Regions from separate parts of the Mus musculus genome. Here region 2 is linked to region 1. A link is a contact called in public promoter capture Hi-C data. All regions are on one chromosome and are shown on one strand. The core of a region is the stretch at or near the end of the contact, and the rest is flanking DNA. Distances in the headings are between cores, read along the strand shown.

The links. Promoter capture Hi-C pulls out the DNA fragments that hold promoters and counts their contacts.
Region 2: a contact with region 1 is called in a promoter capture Hi-C map of second pharyngeal arch cranial neural crest. The contact joins the enhancer-like site here to the promoter of 2610316D01Rik in region 1. A contact is called at or near these places in 2 of 39 promoter capture datasets (cranial neural crest and second pharyngeal arch cranial neural crest), 5 of 484 Hi-C or Micro-C datasets (cardiomyocytes, cerebellar granule neurons, cerebral cortex and 2 more) and 1 of 115 datasets of contacts at active chromatin or transcription factors (astrocytes).

What each region holds. Positions count from the first base shown.
Region 1 is chr3:45,376,198-45,379,739 of GRCm38.p6, reverse strand. 2610316D01Rik (RIKEN cDNA 2610316D01 gene) reads left to right here and starts at 1,480. Exons shown (of 9, transcript NR_045172.1): 1 at 1,480-1,598. Pcdh10 (protocadherin 10) reads right to left here and starts at 1,342. Exons shown (of 5, transcript NM_001098172.1): 1 at 1-1,342. The coding sequence starts at 487.
Region 2 is chr3:50,306,635-50,310,444 of GRCm38.p6, reverse strand. No RefSeq gene overlaps it. Among named protein-coding and RNA genes, the nearest start is that of Slc7a11, 140 kb to the left of the region's middle. Within about 2 kb of position 1,569, at least 17 of the 459 cell types and tissues checked have an H3K27ac peak or open chromatin away from gene starts, as enhancers often do. A contact at or near this core is called in second pharyngeal arch cranial neural crest, where this site is marked.

The sequences.
Region 1 (3,542 bases), core at 231-2,730:
GGGTTATCTCGTAGTCTCGCAAGGAGTTGGTCCCCACGTCTGGGTCGAAGGCGCTCTCCAAGGGAAAGCGGGTGCCTGGCGTGGCGCTCTCTGAGATCTCCACTGTCAGGTCGGGCTCTGGGAAGGAGGGAGGGTTGTCATTGATGTCCAGCACTTCGATCTCCACTCGGAACAGCTCCAGCGGGTTCTCCAGAAAGACCTCCAGGTGCAGGACACAAGAGGGGCTCTGCTTACAGATTTGCTCGCGATCTATCTTCTCGTTTACGTACAGAACCCCGGTCTCCAGATTGAGGTCCAAGTAAGGGGTCCGTGAGTTGGCCACCGTCTGAAACCTGCGAGCTGAAAGTTTTGTAATGTCCAAGCCCAGGTCTTCAGCGATATTCCCCACGAAAGTGCCATGTTCCTGCTCTTCCTGCACAGTATAATGAAGCTGGGAAAAGACTCCGTCCACCATCCAGAGCAAGGCAAAGAATAACAGCACAATCATTTCCAAAAGGAAAAGGAAGCAGCTCCCCTGTAGCCAGCCAGCCACCCCGATCACCGCCCCCCAACCACCACCACAAAAAGAATAATAATAATCTAAAAAATATAAATAAAAGTGTGCTGCGTGGGGGGGGGGCTCCTGTGGCTGTATTAAAATTTTGATTCCTTTTGCTTCATTTTAGAGCGTCTCCAAATCGAGCCTCATTTTTCAATCTTAGCGCAGAAAGGGTGACAGATGTCCCCTATGCTCAGCCGTAATCTTCCCACTGACCAATTAATAAAATAACGATCATACAATAGTCAGCCTCCTTTATTCCGACAGTGTTGGCGCAACGCGGCGCTGGCAAATCCCAAGGAGGAAATTTCGATATTTCAAGACTGTCCTAGGTTTGTCTTCCTGCTGATGGGAGGAGAATGTGGAGGAGGAAGAAGAGGAGAAGGAGGAAGATGAAGAGGAAAAGAAGGTAGAGGAGATGCTGCCGGCACCACTGAACATGCCTCTTGATATCAACGGCTGGCAAACGCGAGCGGGGTTAAAGACAGCGAGAAAAATTTTTGCTGGAAAAACACGGAGCCGTTCTGCAGCATAAAACTTTCATTCTCTTCATTTCTCCGGATGGACGTTCCTCTTGTCATTTTCTTCCCTCTGTCTCTCTTTGCATCTCTTGGCTTTCATAGTCTTGTGTCTATTCTCAACTTCACTGGCTCTGGCTTTGCGTGAACACAACCAGCTATTTCTTTTCTGCTGTTTCCTTTGCAAGCCTCTCTCCCTCTAACCTGCCTCTTCTCCTCTCAGTCCATCCTGCCTCCTGCTTCAGCCCCAATGCTTGTGATCTCGGCTGGCAGTTTCTGAGCTCCGAGCGCTCCGCTTCTCTGTTTTTGCGCAGCGCCCTCATTCTGCCAACCAATCGCCGAGGAGCACCACCCACCGAGCGACTGTTCGTTGGCTAAAGTGGCCGTCAAGTAGTTACGTCACGCGGCAGCCAGGAGGGGCGGGGCAGAACGCTCGCTTTGGCTGCGGGAGTGAGTGTGAGTGTGAGAGCAAGAACAGCCCGCAGGTCCCGAGGCGCTTGCAGGGGACTCTGCCGCGGAAAGTTCCCAGTCCCCAGCCGCAGGTAATGGGCAGGGAATAAGAGAGGTTCCCCTGTTTGCATCAGCAAATACGAAAACATAATAGCAACAGCTGCGGTAGCCTCTCCAAGGAGCGGGGTTTCCAGTGACGCTAACATTCTTTTTTTCCTTTAAGGTGTTTTCCCTCCTGCTGATCGTGGAAAGAAATCACCAAGAAGAGGGGAAAGTTGCCCCGGGGCCGGTAGTCATGTAGGGGTTACCAAAGCAAGGGACTCTGGCAGAGATGCGCGCGGACAATTTAAATGCCGGCATAAAATGGCATGTGTCAATCAAAGCTAGAGGGTCAGAAGGGGAGGTGTGGGGAGGATAGACCAGGCTGCAAAGGGAGTGCGGAGGTGAATTCCCCCTAAAGCGGAGGGATTCAGACCAAGGGACTTGGGGCGACAGCTCCTATAGACGGGCAGATGGTTGAACGTCTACCCATCTAATGTCTACCCACAAAATGCTTGGTTACTAAATTAACTCGTTTGGGGACATTGCTTCGAACTGTGAGTACCCCAGTCAAGGACTGGGGGCTTCTTTGTAGTTTATGCATGGGAGCCCGCCATCGTTAAACCCACTCTAGGGCACCGGATCCAGCACCACCCATCACAGCGAGGCGCTAGCAATATCCCTGCGCCTCGCCTGGCCCCGCGCCAGGCAGCAGTGGCGAGCGCGGGCTTTTCTTTTCTTTTCTTCTTTTGCCTGATTTCTGTTTTAATTATTTATTTTTCTTTTACCCTTGGTGATCCATCCCTGCCTCCATAACTAGAGGGGGTGTGGGAAGAAGGTACATGCCCAGCCCGAAGACAGCTCTCTGGAGAATGACCGTGGGGTGGCCGCGAGGGCGGGCGGGGCGGTGCACACGCACACGGGGGATAGAGTGTGCACCGCTGCGGGAATCCACCGGCACGTTTGCACATTCCTGGTGCTGGCCCTCGTCCTCGCTGGCTGGCCACAAGCTGAGTTCGGTGCGAATCCCTGGGGAGCAGTCCGGGGATTCTGAGCCGCGCGCCTGACTAGCCACGGGTATCCACACGCCCAGTTCCCGGGAAGTTATAAGGCGGCGGGAACGAACTCTCCGCTGCTGGGAGAGCCCGCTGAATGCCTGTCCTTCAAGGATAAATATCGAAGAATACGTTTTAATACTTATCAACGTGCTGCCCGCAAGGAATAGGTTGTTTATTTTCCGGAGGAGCCGTTTAAGCCAAAGACTAGAATGACTCCCTAGAGGCTTCCCGGTAATGAATGACCCAGGAGTAACGCTACAGCAACCGAAGGGAAGGAATGGTACCACCCCTCCCCCTATACTGCCCTCCCCTCCCACCCCCCACCCCGCCCGCAAGGTACGCTACAGTGCCTTCTGGAAAGAAATTAGGAGTGCGCGTCCCCACGCGTGATTGACAGCGAGGCGTGCTCGGACCACTCGGGAGAGTCCGTGTTTAACGGCCTGTTCCCCTACCCCTACCACTTGCCTCTTGCGGAGAGATGGGTTCTACCTTTAAGAGGGTAGGTGGAAAAGGAGCCAGCAAACATGGCTAAGCCTTTTCCAGCTGCATTGAATTGACCATCCGCCAAAACCAAACCGCTACAGTTTAAAATGATTTTAGCGTCACGTCTGCGGCGGAGAATGAAGCGGCAGAGCAGAAAAAGGACCTGTGGATCAATGAAAAGGGGCTCAGAGTGTATCCGAATATTAATACACTGTGGCCATCTGTGCTTCCCGCCCCTCCCCCTCCCTTCAGAGCTACAACATTAAAATGCAATTTTTCTAGCACCCCAAGCTGACTCATCCGAAACCCTGGGCCTTTAAAAAAAAATCCAAACACGATGGTAATGCTTTAATGTGTTTATTTGTACGGACGGAACACTTGTGTGTCTGCATGTTTTCGTGTGAGAGACACGCTGCGGAATGACAGTGCAGATGTGCTGGCGGAGGTTTGTGTCTC
Region 2 (3,810 bases), core at 320-2,819, 4.9 Mb before region 1:
TCCTCCTCCTCCTCCCCGTCCTCCTCCTCCTCCCCCTCCTCTTTGTTGTGTGTGTATTTTCTCAGATCCATCTTCATTTTCATTTGTGTATGCATTCATGTATATGCAGGTGAGCATGGGAATATGTGGAGGTCAAAGGTGCACAACACGGACATTACTCGGCCAGTTGCTTCTTCATCCTGTTTACTTGCTTATTCACTTATCTATTCATTTATTATATATGTATGGTATATGCATATGTATATGTGTGGTACATGTGCATGCATGTGTATGCACGCAAGCAAAGAAGCAAGAGTGATGCCATGTGTATTCATCTTTAGCTCTCTGCTGTTGTTTTTCTGAGACAGAGTGTCTCAGTGAACCCAGAGCTCTCTGATTTGGCCTTTCTTGCTGGCTGGAGGTCTCTGGGGAATCCACCTGTCTCGGCTTTCCCAGCACTGAGATCATTGAGCCCGCTAGACTTTTATACATAGCTGTAGAAGATATAAACCGTTATACTTTCATGGCAAGCACTTTTCCTACTAAGCCAGATCCCCAATGTATGTTCCTGGGAATTTTGAAAGCAACTTGTTATCTCCTGCTGAAGTCAGTTTTATAGGAGACTTTGACTCCATGTTAGGTCTTCTGCCCTTGTTCCCAAACCTAGACATTACACCTCCATCCATTCTCTGGATTTGTAAAACACTTCTGTCTTCCATGACTTGAGAATCAAATGGCCCTAAAGCTTTGCCAAATTTGTAGTAATTCATCATTTACCTGTTCAAAGGAAGGTGCCTACAAAATAGAGCAAAATGATTTGTTCTTATTCTTCACAAGCCGTTCTGTACTGGTCTTGCTGATCTTCACAACTGCATTGCCTTGTTGATAATTATTTATTTTTTACTTTTTAAGAAAGCATTCAGAACAGTATCTCATTTCACTTTGTGTCTTCCTGATTGGTCTGCTGGTTTGCAGTTTGTTTTCCACTTAAATCGTGATGTTTCTCAGGTAACTTCCACAGGCACTGGACAATGAGATACTTGAAAGTTAAAAAAGGAAAGAGACTACTTCAATGGTAATTAAAGACTCTCTGGGTATTTTATTCCCTTTACTTCTTAGTAAAGTATATGGTTTTCTCCTAAAGAATGTTGTCTTCCCTCTCACTGAAAGATAGCTGACTTTTAAAAAGTGACAACTCCAATAATCATTGACATTCATGTGTGGTACCCTGTGCAACTAGTTTAGTGTTCAATGTCTAGCATGCTCTCTAGTTGCTGCCATAGTATTGTGAACACAGAAGCAAAGGCCATGACTACTAGGAAAGGCAGTTAATGGTCATAGGTCTCAGTACTAAATGGCTTATTCTTTCCTAAAATTGTCCAGAGGAAGATCCTGTTCATATCATGTGGGAGCTTCATGCCTAATTCCTTTGCACACACTCCTGTAATGTTTTGCATTTCATGTCCCTAATGTGCACTGAGTTGCTTTAAGTGAGACTCTGCAATACTTCTGCCACTTGATATCTCCCTTTCATCTTTTCTCTTGGTAAGAGTTCACGTTCTCACCTAATAGACCCCGATGAAGAGGTTGTTGCCACCTTAGGCTTTGGATAGTCTTCCAGTGTCCCTTGTCCTACTTCCAGTGGCCTCTTCCTACCTGGGTCACCTTTAGAATCCATCATTCTCTTTCCCATGCTTCTGCTTTGAAAGGAGAGATGTGTCTTGGAAAGTTAAAATCCCTGTTCTAAAACTTTGAGAGTGGCACTCTTAATGCAAGTTATATGGCCATTTTCTTTCCCTGGAAAATAGATCATTATAGAACATAGGGAAATAATCAGTTAAAAACAACAACAGCAGCAGCAACACCACCCAGGGTCAAATTTAACCAAAATTTTTTGAGTCAATAAAATAAAAATAGAAAGTTTAAGTAAAAGAATTTTTCAAATTAGAAAAGGAGGTTTATATTATAGGTCTAAAGGAATTTTCCCTAAAACAGTGCAGAGGCTGTAAAATATATAATTATTTCTCTACTCTAAAAACAATTTATCATCTAAACAACAGAGTAATCCTGGGAAAAATACCAAATTGCTTCCATTGTAATCAGCTTTGTTGTTGTGAGCCATCTCTCTCTCTCTAGCAGCCAAAGGGCTATTAACTTACTGTGAAATTTTGAAGTGCCCTAACTACCAGATTCTGTGAACAACACATACTACACATAAAAGGAAACTTCAACAACTCAGTGCACAACCTTCAGATCTCCCCACGAGGGAATGATAATTGACAGAATTAATGAGAGTATTCGATTACACACAGAGCAATTTTCATCACGGGTAGAGCAGGCCACTAGCCACGAGTCGCATTGTAATGGAGGTCCTCTCAGAAGGAGCGCGGGCTCTTGATTTATTGAAAGTAATCTGTAAATGGTGGTACTATACCTGCTGACTACTGTAGAAATAATTTACAAACATTAATTGCAGGAAAGAGTAGAGCCATTTGCTTCAAAGAGCCCATCAGCAAGCTGTCCTTCCTGTTTTATCAGTAGGCAAAGCTGAGAGCAAATAACAGATGGAAGTGTCCCTCGGTAGCGGCACGGAGTACTGGTGAAATATAGCACAATCTTCCTCCAGTGTGTTATGTTTTTAACAGGGGAGGATCAGAAGCAGAAGAGTCCAGGCTAGGATGAATGACTCCGCCGGATGAAACATCCCTTTCTTCTGGGAAGATTCCTATAGCAGATTGAGCGCAGGCTGTTGATTTCTGAAGCTTGATACAGTGTCATTACCAAAATGCATCTGGAAAAGTCTTAGCAAAGGGGATAAAACCTCAGAAGGCCAAGGGGAATCTGAGGCCTGTTCTAGTCTCTTAATGGGTGGTTAAATTCTGGTTCCATGAATAAGCATGCGAGACACCACAGAAACCACAGAGAAGGCTGCAGTAGACAGCTGTACTTGGTACTCATGTGCAACCTGTCAGAAGTGCCTCATGATGGTAACTAGAGTGTATGAGTGTGTGTGTGTGTGTGTGTGTGTGTGTGTGTGTGTGTATCTTAGTTGTCTGAATGTGGGTCTAAAAACCCTCCTACATCTGTTATATGTATGATTACATTGAAAAAGGTGGTTACTGGAGTCTGGATAGCTGGGTGGAGAGAATGCTGTTTCCCTAATGGAAAAATCTATCAGCCCAAAGTCAGTGACTGTTACTACACAGCTTTTAGGCAGTAAGATAGGAAGTGGTTCTCCATTCCACTAGATCTTTTATTCATGCCTAGTTCATTATCCCTTTTTATAGTAGCGGTTCTTAATGTTTTCCAGGCACCCAGCTTTCCTTTCTACCTCCCTCTCTTTGTCTTTTCTTTTTAAATTCTCCTTCATTCTTTGAACTCTGGGCATCACTGTACAGTCTATTAAGGTGCAAGATCCCTGTCCTGGCTTCCTTTAATAAGCAATACTGTTTCCCCTTCTTCTTGTTTTATTCATTTCCCTTTTTTGTCCTATGCTAAAGGGGAAAATCTCTGTTTATAGTTTAATCTACACACATTGTTCTTTATTTTATCTCTGTGCACTCCTTCATCAGTTCATCTCCTCAATGACCACAACCTTGAACTTGGTTTCTACTCTCACTGACTTCTATTTGGTTGTTACAATGCAAAAGAGAGCCTTACTTCCAAACCTGCATTATTTTTCAAACTACTACCCCTTCTATGGATAGAAAATTCCTTCAAAGATTAGTCTATGTTTCCGGCCATTTTTTTCCCACTTTATTTAATCCTTTTTGTATGGGAGTCTCACTTTCTTCTTGGCCACTCTGAAATTTTCTGCTGAAAGCGTTCAGC